2 separate regions of the Danio rerio genome follow, and region 2 is linked to region 1. A link is a contact called in public HiCAR-type data. All regions are on one chromosome and are shown on one strand. The core of a region is the stretch at or near the end of the contact, and the rest is flanking DNA. Distances in the headings are between cores, read along the strand shown. Region 1 overlaps arhgef37 (Rho guanine nucleotide exchange factor (GEF) 37). Region 2 overlaps ppargc1b (peroxisome proliferator-activated receptor gamma, coactivator 1 beta).

Region 1 (6,961 bases), core at 1,225-3,724:
AAATAATAAAATTAATAAAAAGACAATAAAATAAAATAAAAAATAAATACTAATAAATTTTTTTTTAAAACTGCTTTTACTCTAGCCGAAATAAAACAAATACAGGGTTTCAGCAGGTTTCACAAAGTTAAACGTAAGACGTTTTAGGACATTTTAAAGAACATTGTGATTGAAAGTTTAGACTTATACAGAGCTAAATGCTAAGGATTTTTTTGGGGGGAAATATCCCAGTAAGAAAATATTTTCACTTGACCTATCAAAAAAATATACAAATTTAATACATTTAATAAAACCATAATAATTTGGTTTGAATATTATTTTTATTCATTTTCAAGTATATCCACTCCCAAATCCTATAACCCTTACCAAGATTAGCACAAAACATAGCTTCCAATTACTTCAGTCCACAATAATAATAATAATAATTTAATATTAAAAAAATACATCTGGTCAGTATCCTCAGCAGTAAATAAATGGAGCACTTTTAAGCAAATGTTACTATATGGAAAGTAATTAAATGCTTTTTTTTTGATAAAAAGATACAAGTTTTATTGAGATTGGGATTGTTGGTGATTGTTTGATTGTTAATGGCCAGATTGAGCAGCTATGAACAAAGGACAATTAAGACCTGTTAAAAAAAAGATTTAAGACCTACAACACAATATTTCAGTAGATTTAAGACTTTTTAAGGTCTAAATTTAGGTTTTGAGATTTTAAACATTTAAAGACTTTTTAGGACCCTGTGGATACCATGAAATAAGGAAAATAATTAAATTACTATGAAAATTTCCTTGCTCAATTAGTTGAAAAAGAAAAAAAGCAGGGCTATAATAATTTTGACTTCAACTTTTCAACTTCAACAAAGTCACTTGCCGTTATATTGCCATATATAACAATTGTAATATACATTTAACAAATAATATGACATTTTATTATGCAGTTTTCTATAGTTGGGGTTCCCAAACATTTCAGCCCATGATCCTCAAAATCAAAATGCCAGTGACTCAAGACCCCCAATATCCTCTGAGGTGATTATAAATATATAAACCTTGCACACAATGGTGCACACATATCAATAGGCCCAAGTTTATTCATCATATACTTTTGAAGAACCCCAATTGCGCAGAATATCCTCCATGCTCATTTGTGGCCTTTATTTATTTTTTATGTATGTGAGTGCCGTAAAGGTGTCAGAAAGTTTAACCGGTGCCATAAAATCAATGTGTGGTGTCTTTAATATAACGTAATCACCCCAGGGGTCGCAAAGTAATTGAAGAGCAGACGGCTTTTCATTCACATGTTGTTGTTTTTAATGTAAAACTAGATTAATAAAATCAATTAGATTTTTGGATTTCACCAAGCGATCTCACCCATTTTGTTTTAAAGCCGTTTAGACATTTTGAACAATGAAGGTGATAAAATTGTAACAATATAATATTGTGTTATTAAAATATTCATTTAGGAATGTATACCACATATTTATAAATATATCTTATATGTCTTTATTAAATATTCTCACGGAGGCATAAATTAATTATTTTTCTATTAATTAGTAAAGCCTAAAACCATCTAATTGTAAAAATTTTACTACTTAAAATAAATTAATGTTATTTGAAAAAAAGCCAAAAAAACTGGTTAGCTTGCTGAAATAAATGTAAACATTAAACATGCAAAAAAAAAACACACATCATATTTTACACACCATATATTTATGCATTCAAAAATAAATATGCACCTGGAGCATTAAATGTCGCAAGTTTTACTTATGTACAGATATTCATTCTTAGAAAGCGAGTAACCAATATTCATTCAATTTCTTTTCGGCTTAGTCCCTTTATTAATCAGGAATCGCCACAGTGGTATGAACAATCTACTTTTCCAGCATATGTTTTACACAGCAAATGCCCTTCCAGCCGCAACCCAACACTGAGAAACACCCATACACTCTTGCAGTCACATAAATACATTATGGCCAATTTAGCTTATTAAATTCCCCTATACCGCATGTCTTTGGACTTATGGGGGAAACCGGAGCACCCGGAGGAAACCCACACGAACACGTGAAGAACATGCAAACTCCACACAGAAACACCAACTGACCCAGCTGGGGCTCGAACCAGCGACCTTCTTTCTGTGAGGCGATCGTGCAATTTAATATGAATTCAGTTCAATACCACCAAGACATTAACTCACAGAAATGAGGTTTACAGTAGACTTCCTGCATAACCCCCTGCTGCACAGCTTATCCTCCTTATACACACTCAAACAGACTAGATCTAACGCAGAAAGCCAGTATGCGACGATAGCTTTGCTTGTCCTTCAACTAGGAAATGTTTCAAACAATGTAATGTTGTGATAGCTAAATAATACATCTAATTACCACAGCATTTCCCCATGGCTCTTGTCCTGAGACAGCCAGCAGGGCCAGGACGCGATTTGATGTAATCTGAGAGACGCCACTTCCCTCCATCTGCAGTAACCAAAATCTCCGAAAGAGGGAGCCACAGAGGGATCCTGCCGACAAGAGAGCTATTTTTAGACCTTTGAATAGAGAAATGTATTTATAGAGCTTTGAGTTCTGTCGCATAGAGAGAGGAAGCGCTAGCTGTAGGGGTTCAGTGCATCAAAGCCGCGCTGACAAGCAGCTTTTAACGGAAACAGGAGCGATTGACAGGCGGCGCTCTTTCGGACGGAGAACCGCAGCATCTCTGCTCTGCCTGCAGCATGACAAAACACAGCCATCATCATCAGCCCCGCCGTGACATTTGCACACTCTCGGAGGAATAGATGCACTTGGGCTAAAAGCAGCCTCGAATCCAATGCATATCTCCGAAATAAACCTCCGCATGCAGGCAGCAGACAGAAATACTCCCTCAAACACGTCAGGGGTTTAATCTGCTGCTGCGTAAATAGAGCATTCAGAGGTCAATCAGAGAACTTCAGCCAAAGCTGCTTGCTGCTTTCCATGAATAACAACAGTATCTCATTTACACTTCTATAAACATGAAGATGGATAAAAGGTACGACGGTTCAATTTAATAAGAGATTGGACATTTAAATTAAATAAATATCTTTTCAAAGTGATACGTGCATGCTATATTTGGTTGGCTGTACACAAGCCGGAGGGGAAATGCCTCCCAATGGATCCCTGTTAAGGCAGTTATGAGGATCAAATGAATAATATATGATTCTGTTTGGAGGATTAAATCCAACACTGTAAGGTAACGTCTTTCACAGAGGGCGTTGGTGCCTCTTGTGGACAGCAGACGCAACTGCACGCACGTGAGTTTTTGACAGACACTGCAGTAAGTCATCTGCACTAGCTCTGTCTGGAATATTTCAATGTGGGTCGAGTCCTTCATCGCAGAGGTTACGAGGTCACCAACTGCAGAACAGTGGAGTTGGCAAAACTGAATGTGCACGTGAGCAATAACAATAGCTTAAAATTCAATGCGATTACAGTGTCTTCAATATCCACCATATGCAGCAGCTCTGAAAGAGTATTTGGACACTTAAAACACTATTTAAAGTGTGTGGATGACAAATTAAAATGCATGAATGCCATTACATAGCTGATTATTTATGTGTTAGATACAAACAAGCTGTGTATTTTTATTAGGCGTGAACTGCTAATGGTGGACAACTAGAAAGTTCCACAATTATTTTTAGTCATCATCAAATATAGATTCTCTTTTATTCCAGTAAGTAATAAAATAAAATTTGATATAAAAATAACATGTCATATCATTTAAAGAAGCTATATGTAAGAATGTATGCATTCATCAATTTTTATTGCAAAATTTGAACACGTTAAGGAATCATCATAAAAGTGATTGTCTAAAATCCTTTAGAGTGTTTATTTATATAAAGTGCTGGAGAATAGTTTGCAAATTCTTTTTTCTATTTGAATAAAATAACATTTCTGGGTGCATATAGAGCACAGGTCTCAAACTTGATTCCTGGACAGGCCGCGGCTCTGCACAGTTTTGCTCCAACCCTAATTAAACAGTTAATCCAACTAATCAAGGTGTTCAAGACTGTTAGAGACTAAGCAGGTGTGAGTTGGAGGTGGTTGGAGCTAAACTACGCAGAGTTGTGGCCCTCGAGGAATTGAGTTTGAGACCATTGATATAGAGGCTTAAATTGCATTTTCTCCCTTGTACAGCTGGCTGTAGTTCACTTTAAGGCCATCGGTGTCGCTAATAACAAAGCTTTAGTGGCCAACTGGATATAGTAAAGCAGTGTTTCTCAACCACGTTCACCAGCTCTGCACATTTTCCATAGATGTGTCCTAGATCACATACTTATGCACTATTCTACGCCATTTTGTAGTATACATAGTGTAAGTAGTGCATTCACACTGAAAACTCTGAAAAGAGTTTAATTGCAGTGTAGTTCATTTCAACATTTCATTTTAATGGTTGAAAAAGTTCATTGTCCGGGTAGGACAACCTAACCATTAAAATGAAATGTGTAATGTTGGCCACTTCTCGCACTCAACAGTCGCAGCTTTGCTAATGTAGCGGAAGCGGCGGAGCTTTCGGGCACTGATGTTGGATTACTTTATTTATTGTGGATTGTGAACGCAGTATTCTCCTACGAGAGTGATTATACCACCTTCCGATGGTGAATGCGGTTTGACAACAGTCATAATCATCTGGGAAATGATTTGAATTTCCGCTTAGTAAAAAACCCATTAGTGTTCCATTTGGGATGACATTACATATATTTTTACTATGCTGTTAAGTGTTAAATTGCCCAAGTAAATAGTGTGTTATTTGGGACGCAGCACTTGTCTCTTTAAACAAACACACCTGATTCAGATCACCAGCTCATTAGCAGAGACTGAAAGATCTATAAAGGGTGTGCCAGACAAAGGGAACATCTAAAACATGCAGTGTTGGTGGTCCTGCATAAACATGGTTGAGAAACACTATAGTGAAGCAGTTTAAAAAAATAAAATAAAATCGAAATTAATTGTTTCAGTAATCATTGGCAAAATAAAAGTCTGACACCTACCAGCCAAACAGAAAAAAAATGTATAGTTTAAAATGGCAGCAAATCAAAAATTTTGAAAAAAATGTCAATATACCTTTAACTACCCCACAAAGAATTATTTTTTGACTCCTAATGTTGCTAGTTAACACACTTAATGCATTTCTTTCAACACATTACATCATTTCTAAAATATCAACCTCCACCAAATGGTTGATATGTCAGTTTATGGTAAAAGTACCGGCATTAATACATATAATTTGAAAAATCAAAAAATATGGAATGTAAGGCCAATTTATTTAAAAAAAACATAATAAAAATAAAACAGTTCCAAATACTAAATCATCTTTATTTTTTAAAGTATGCCATAAAAATATTTCAAATTCTCATCTAGCATGTTTTCTTTTCTTTTTTTCTTTTTTTTTTTACATTAAAACCAAAATAAAGTGTAGTAGTGCAACAAGAAGTATATTTGTTTTTTTGTAAACCAACAATGCTATGTGTGTAAACCATTATTTAAAACAGTCATTCTGTAAATGACTTTAACAGTCATTAATTAAAACAGTAAAAATATAGTCAACCATTTGGTAGAGAGGACAGTCAAAGAGATATTGGTAAGCCTATTTTGGCCATAATTTAAATTAGTACACACATACATACATATACATACATACATATACATATACATATATATATATATATACATATACATATATATATATATATATATATATATATATATATATAATAGGGCTGTGCGATTAATCGAAAATCTGATTTCGATTTTGGCTTCAAACGTTTATGAAAAAGCATTAATCGAGATAAACGATTATTGCATCATATACCGCCCCCTTTCCAGCTGTTGCGCACACAGCCAGAAGCAAGCGGCCGATCAGCATTCGGTCTCATCAGCACACTGAAGCTGGAATTATACTTGTGCCTGGCGCCGCATCGCACACCTCCACTGACCGCACGCGCACCTCGCGAAACAGACGAGGCGCAGACATCTAAAGTCATCTTAATGTGATCGCTTTAATGGTCAAATAGGTGTCAAAACGCAGTGTTTAATGATTATTCATAATAACCCTCATTTGTGTAATAAACAAACGAGTTGAGGATCAAAAGACACGTGAAAGAGAAACCATCAAAGAGACAGCGCGCGATGTTGTTTTTATCATTAATCAAACGAAACGAGAAACTCACTCTGCTTTTGACTGAAGGATTTTTGTAGCTAAAGTTTTATTCTTACAGTGAAGATGCTTAAAGCACAGTTTGTTTCATATTTTTATTCTATTGTATTTATTTCTCTTTCCTTTGCAGGGAGGAAGATAACTGTATGTATACATTGAAGTCAGAATTATTAGCCCTCCTGAATATTAGCAGCCCTTTTCCTGCCCAATTTCTGTTTAATGGAAAAAAGTTGTTTTTTTTTTTAAAACTTATTTCTGAACATAGTAGTTTTGATATATCATTTCTGAATACTGATTGCTTTTATTTTTGCTATGATGACAGCACATAATATTTTTTTAGATATTTTTCTAAACACAAGCATTCAGATTAAAGTGCAATTCAAAGGCTTAATAAGGGTAATTAAGCAGTTCATTGTATAACAGTAGTTTCTTCTGCAGACAATCAAAAAAAATATTGCTTAAGGGGGCTAATAATATTGACCTTAATATTGGGTTTCAAAATATTTAAACCTGCTTTTATTCTAGCTAAAATAAAACAAATAAGCCTAGAAGAAAAAATATTATAGGAAATACTGTTAAAATTCCTTACTCTGTTAAACATAATTTGGGAAATATTTATAAAAAAAAAAATAAAAAAAATTCTCAGGAGCACTAATAAATTTGACTTCAACAGTAATCGTTTTAAATAATCGTGATTACAATTATGACCAAAATAATCGTGATTGATTTTTCCCAAAATCGAGCAGCCCTAATATATATATATATATTTATATATA
Region 2 (6,961 bases), core at 1,998-4,497, 100 kb before region 1:
TATGTTCAATTCGTTCATTGGTCTTAGTACGTGAAGTAGGAAAAGTCAAGCTTTAAATAAGAAAATTATCAAAACTCTTTAAAAAATTTTTGAGGGAGATACTAATGGTCTATTCAACGATTTATGCCAAACTACGTCAAAAGCCCCTTTCACACATACAGACCTTTCTGGAAAATTACTTGCAAATGTCTGGAAAGGGATCATGTGTGAACAGGCCCTTTTTATAAAATACCGGTAAATTTGTTCCCGGCAATTTTCCGGAAAGAGAAGTTGTAACATTAACGGTAATTTGCTGGAATGCTGCTCTGTGTGAGCGCGTGCATGTCTAGAACATGCTGACGTGAGACATCTATTTTAGCTAATCAGAACGTTCAGATGCATCCACATCTGCGCTGTTTTTGAAAATAATATCCTTTTCAAGAGTTCACACTTAGATATTGCTTGACAACTGTTAGCAGGTTTGGCATGCTGTACTGGGAGAGAACCCTGAGCTCGGAGATAGTTAAGCCCAGGGCCCCCGCCAGATCCATAGAGCATGAGAGGGGAGTACGAGATCAGGTGGTTCTCGAGAGCTCCCCTTTTTTTAAAGGAGGAAAGGAGGAGAAAGGGGTGGATGGGGGGTTTCTTGGGAAAATGAAGATAAGGGAGTAAATCTAGCTAGGCTACTTATAGTGAGTTAGGACAGATGTGCTGCAGTCAATCATATCACGTGCTCCTCTCGAAATTAGTTTAAAAAACTTCACTTAATATTTTTTCAGACACATTTAGCTGCTAGATGTTAGCAAGATACTGTTTCTATTTTCTTTCTTAATGCCAACTGTGTAAAAATTTATCGATAAAATGCTTATGATATACTGCTGTTTGTTTACCTTCAAGCTCTGCCGCTTGTGCACGTGAAGCAGCTGGTAAACGCCAACACAAACACACATCTTATGTACCATCAACCATCAACAAAAGCCCGACCCCTTCAGCTGTTTAGAGATCATTTTGGTTAGTGATGACAGAATTTACTGGCATTTTAAAATGGATGTGCGAATGCTCTTTTCTGGAAAAATTCCGTAAAGTTTTTGCCTGTGTAAACACCGCTTTTTTGAATTACCGTAAAGTCGTTCCCATAATTTTCCAGATATTTACCGGTATCACTGTTTGAAAGTGGCTAAAGACTGTAGAGTACACAAGACATGTCATTTGTATAGTTTTGAATGGGAAAAGTCTATTAATCAATATGGTGAATGAAGCCCCGCGTACTAGTACAGAAGCCAATCATTAATTGCTTTAGACAAGGGGTCACCAATCTCGTTCCTGGAGGTCTGGTGCCCTGCAGGCTTTAGCTCCAACTTCAACACATCTGCCTGGGTGTTTCAAGTATACCCAGTGAGACCTTGATTAGCTTGTTAAAATGTGTTTGATTAGGGTTGGAGCTAAAATCCGCAGGACACCGGATCTCCAGGAAGAAGTTTGGTGACCCCTGCTTTAGACTGACGTTTCTCCGAGGAAAAAGCTCGGACCAGACGTGTACTTTTACAATTTGTTGTTCAACAAACACACTAGAATCTCTGCCAATTTTCGCTTCACAGACATAAGAAATATAACCACATAAAGCTTGAAATCTGTACTTTTAAATGAACCAAGTATTTTTTTGCACTTAAAACCAAACTTATTTTGGTTTCGTAATCTATATGAAACGTACATAAAGTACAGTCTGTCCTGTCAAATGCACATCACATGACAGTAACTACTCAAACGCCAACAAACTTCTAAACAAACAGTCTCTGTTATTTCTGGAGGAGATTCGCCATAAAGACAAAGTAGTGGATTACTGCAGAAGAGCTATATGATCAGACAGCCATTATCCAGAGGATGATAATGTCTAACAGTTTTAAATAAGGTTGGTGTCGTGATCTTGTGTGTATGTGTATTAGCTCGGGCAACCAGAAAATATGTTGATTTTGTTTGATTCGTACGTTAAGAAACAAAACTAAAGAGACAGCTGTTGTTTAATTTTATTGGTGGTTCCAAGTATGTAATGTAATTGTAAACTTGCCAAACAGTTTTGAGTTTAATGTGTGCCCATTCAGAAAGAGCATACTGCCGAGAGGCATTTCAGAGATGGCCGCCGAGTTAAATGGTTTGCCTTAAAGGGACTTTGACTGAGCTAAGATGATGCTAACATATGCTAGGCTAAATATGCTCCTGTCAGAACTGGAGATCAGCTAAATGGTAAAATTAGCCTATTTCCAAAATATGTGCTGTTGCTTAAAGCTAGAGTCATAATGAATGGATTTCCTCTCACCTTTAGCACGGGCCTCACAGGCTTGACATGCTGGTTCCTACTGCTATGACGATGAACGCCACTGTCTTTGTGCGACTCGAGGCCCACAGGCACATTAGGGGGTGTCAACAGGAGCTTTTTCAGCTGTGGAGGGAACGAGAGGTGAGGGATTAAAATTTGATCTCACATGGCGCATTTAAAACAGAGACCTTACACAAACACAGAATCTCTCAATCTCTGACGTCTGTTTATCAAGACTGTCAGTACATCTACAAAAACATTGTAAAATAAACAATACTATAGTAATTTATAGTAAGTTTTCAACCATAATACAGTAAAAAGTATTGCACTGTATAAAATACTGCATTTATAACTTCCTGTTAATTAATGCTACAAAGCACTGTAGTATTTCATATAGTAAACGTATAAACTAATAAATTCTGTACTTTTACTACAGTAAACTGTGGTGTATTGTACTTTAATACATGTTATAGTAGAAGAAAACTAAAATATTGGGTCATTTGTTTATATTACTAGTTGTTGTGTAATCATAGCAACTATAGCATTACTGCAACTTCACTATAGCACGATTCAAATATCCTTATGTTGTTTACTATAAATTACTATAGCATTACTTCAAGTTTCCTGCTGAAGGAACAAGACATTAAAATAACTGAAAGTGCGAGTCCTAAATGATCAGCGCAACTAAAGAAAGCAAAGTAAGAAGCAGAGATGTGTTGCTGAGTCCCTTAAGCGATTGTTAATGTGCCAACTTGGCAGGTCTGTCCATGTCTCTCAGTGTCCATTGAGGAAACTGAAGGGGCGCTGAGGGTTTCAGCTTCTGTGTACCAAGCCATTTTGGCATGCACCAGCCATCTATGCCATGAAAACATGTGCTCTGCTTTCTCTTTTCCTGGTGCTTCAATGCACCCCTTGTTCAGCACACAGGCTGGCCTCATTTAGGGGTTGAGGTGTAACTGTAGCCATTGCCAGCAGAGGGGGCTCTCAGCTCTTGGGTATGACAGTAATGCCCAGACTAAACTATACTGGAACAATTCCATTGTTACTCAATGATTTAACATGGTAGTGCATCTGTCTAGACTTGTAACTTCCAGGCACTTTGTTTAGAAAAATGCTGGAGTCAAAAGTGTCTGGAAATGTTTTAAAAATACAGTATATTTATGATGTATTCTAAATGTTCAATAGGTTTTTTTGTTTGTTTATTGAAAAATACTTTGATAAATAAATATACAGGTACATACACTTATATATTCCTATATCCCCTATGGTTTTAACATGTGTTAAGTGTTTTAAATGCTTTTATTTATGGTCATTAATAATATTGAATATATTTTAGTCTGAAATTTTAGTCTTCTGTGTCACATGATCCTTCATGATTTTCTGCTTAAGAAACATTTCTTAATATATTCAATATTGTCAATGTTTAAAATAGCAGTTCAGTAATTATTTTGTAGACTGTGATACATTTTAGCAGGATAACATCTTAAAAATGTTAACGTCATTTATTTCAAACATTTTGTAATGATGTAAAAGTTGTCACTGTTACATTTGATCAAATTGATTATAATTACTTTTATATAACTATGCTTTTCATATTTTTAATAAACACCTCTGGCATTGTTTTGTATAAGTCATTTATGCATTGATATAAATAAATAAATAAATAAATAAATAAATAAATAAATAAATAAATAAACAAACAAATAAATAAATAAATAAATAAATAAATAAATAAATAAATAAATAAATGAATGAATAAATTCTAATTATAACGTTCATTTCTTTAAAAAATAAAAAATCTTATTGGTCCCAAATTACTGAGCTGCAGTTTCTAAATATTACATTATCAGCATATCAAGTTGTATCAATTAATTTAATTACTGTATTATGAACAAACTCCTAAATAATAATAAATATATATTACTAAATAGGCTAATTAAAATTGGTGTTTATTTTTAGTTCAAAATATGTAAATCTGTTCATATTAACCAATCAAAGTATCTTGGTATGTAGTACATTTAACAAGTGATAGCTCTGTAAATTGTTTTGTTCAGAACATTGCTCTATGCTGCATGATTGTGCACTATAGTTTGAATGAGAAAAATAAACATTGTTTACAATTTACTCTACTGGTAATGTCAGCCCCACTGGCACCTTAAAAGTACTAGTCTCATTCTCTGAGAAATCTTCATAATTGTCCTCAATTTAAAAGGGATTTGTCTCTCTTTCGCATATATCTTCTATAATTTGTCTCTAAACACTGTAAGTTATAGCCTTTTTTGGTAACACTGCAGCAACACCAAAAGAAGACAGCGATTATCTCAGTAATCAGACGGTTCCCTTTCATGGGCAATAAACAATGCATTTCTAGAACAATGTGAATTGTTAAGCTATTGAATGAAATGTGAGACATTACTGTAAGTGCTACCAATCTCTATGGAAAAAATTAAATCACAAAACACACATCACAAACTGGAAAAACAGCAACAACACACTACAGCTTATGCCAACCAATTGTTCAGCATTAAACAAGAAAGCAGTGGGAAAAAAGGGGGGAAAAGACAAGAGTAGAATAGGAAAGCTGTCCAACGGGTAATAACTGTTATAACTGGTTTCACAACATACACAGATTAAATTGTTGGGGTTTGTGAGCTGAAAGGGACAGATAACAACAGCATTTTGTTCCAGGAAGTGGCGTTTTAGGAAAGAGATGAGCAAGAGAGAGTAGGGTTCTCCCATAAAAGGTGGGAAAAGGGAGCAAAAAGCAATTCTGCAGAGGTCCGTTTTGTCACCTGGAGGATTCAGAAATCTGGGAAGTAGATAAAAGCATTCCCTTAAAAAAGTACCATGGTATAACCATGTTTGCTGGACACTAATATGCTGGTAATGCCATGGAAACAACTAGTGTTCAAATTTTTAATTCAAGTTGGCAAGATTTGTAATATTTCATTGACACTAATGCCAAATTTAGCTGATAAAATTAAAAAATATCTCATTTTAATTTTTAAAATGTTATTTATTCGATGTCACATGATCATAAAAATCATTCTAATATGCAGATATGGTCCACAGGAAACATTTTTAAATAACTATCAATGTTAAATAAAAAATAAAAAAACATTATGCTACTTGTAGGCATGGGACGATAACCAGTTTCAGTATCTCCAGCAAAAAATATTTCCATGATGACTTTTAATTTAAAAAGAAATCAGTGTTTTTGAAACTAACAAAGACAGCAGAGGTCAATGATTTATTTGAATTATTTAGTCAGACATGTTTCCTGCTCCAAAATATCTCAAAATAAAATGTATTGTGTTCAGAGGGGAAAACGTTTTGGTTTTTATTACCCAGACATTTAAAAAGAACTTATTTTAGAGCAGTAATCACAATACCCTAATATATTGATATAATATATTGATACCCTAATATAGTGATATTATTATCCAAGGTTTTCATACCCTCAAAATCTTATACCGGCCCATGCCTTGCTACTTAATATTCTTGTGTTAGCCATTTTTCAGGATTATTTGATTATCTATTGCCATGGAATATACCAAAGTGTCCATTTTTTGCCATCTGAAGACATCACTGTGCCATGGTACCGCCACAGTACTTTCTTATAAGGCTGAGAGAAAGATAAGAGGAGTGGGATGAGTTGGAAAATGAAAAGCTAGAAAAAAGCCGAAGCAAAAAGATCCACATAAAGTGTGTCCACGTTCTCCACATCCTTGCCTGTGGAGAGGATTCTTGTTAGATCGGTTGCTTAAAAAAGAAACAAAAAAAGCCCAAAATGAGAAAAATTCAGACCTGTGTTGCCTATCATACCCATGCTGTGGGGTAGTCAGAGGCCCATCCATATCCACCTTAAACAGGAAGGAAGGGTTCTTACTAGAGATGGGTCTTCTGTCTCTGGGCTCATTGAGCCAGGGAGGGGCTCACTCTCCATAGGGAGGTCATCTTCCTCCTCTTCGCCCTCCTCAGGTTCGTCCCCCAGGGAAGGGAACACAGACAGACCCCCGACTCCGTCCTCAACAATGCCGTCCAGGCTGTCTGTGAGGGCAGCGAGCAGGGCCGCATTTTCTTCCTACAACAGCAAGAAACAAATAAAGGTAAATCTGCTGTGAAGCAAAATCAAGAAACTTGCCCTTAGAACATGTGTCTGAATATGTTTTTCATCTGTTTTTGAGGCAGAAACATTAAAGAATGGCAATTCAATTAAAAAGTTTCAGCTTAAACGAATCTGCAACACCCATGCAAACATCATTTACACTGACACAATCTACATTGTGAAAAGCACTATAGAAATAAACATAAATTGAATAGAATTGAATCATAAATCCAAACCCTAGCAATGAAATTTAGTCATACAGTCAAATCAGTCAATCATTCAGTAACATATCTACTGGAATAAACCAAACAATGCTTTAACCAAACAATACAATTCTGATATCACTTAGGGGCAGATCACACCAAACGTGGTTTTTGCGTTGACAGGTGCATCATTTGAATGATTTACTAATGGTCGAGAGCGTTTGCGCACAGCTTATGCTGCACACCTCACATTTTAACCATTTGCTGCGCCTCACACTTTTGCTGTTGCGCACTGTGTTTGTTGTTGAAAAAGTCAACTTTGAGCGGAAAAAGTGTGTTACTGCAGTCGAATCTTTT

Evidence for each region. HiCAR-type assays count read pairs that join an accessible place to other places.
Region 2: a contact with region 1 is called in a HiCAR-type map of caudal fin, with 8 times the contacts expected there. The contact joins two enhancer-like sites. A contact is called at or near these places in 7 of 18 Hi-C or Micro-C datasets (caudal fin, embryo, fibroblasts and 2 more) and 2 of 4 datasets of contacts at active chromatin or transcription factors (caudal fin and embryo).

What each region holds. Positions count from the first base shown.
Region 1 is chr14:29,144,989-29,151,949 of GRCz12tu, reverse strand. All of the region lies in intron 12 of arhgef37 (Rho guanine nucleotide exchange factor (GEF) 37), which reads right to left. Among named protein-coding and RNA genes, the nearest start is that of arhgef37, 45 kb to the right of the region's middle. Within about 2 kb of position 2,474, at least 40 of the 62 cell types and tissues checked have an H3K27ac peak or open chromatin away from gene starts, as enhancers often do. A contact at or near this core is called in caudal fin, where this site is marked.
Region 2 is chr14:29,246,982-29,253,942 of GRCz12tu, reverse strand. ppargc1b (peroxisome proliferator-activated receptor gamma, coactivator 1 beta) reads right to left here. Exons shown (of 12, transcript XM_073921837.1): 3 at 6,101-6,377; 4 at 2,294-2,416. Among named protein-coding and RNA genes, the nearest start is that of ppargc1b, 43 kb to the right of the region's middle. Within about 2 kb of position 3,247, at least 7 of the 62 cell types and tissues checked have an H3K27ac peak or open chromatin away from gene starts, as enhancers often do. A contact at or near this core is called in caudal fin, where this site is marked.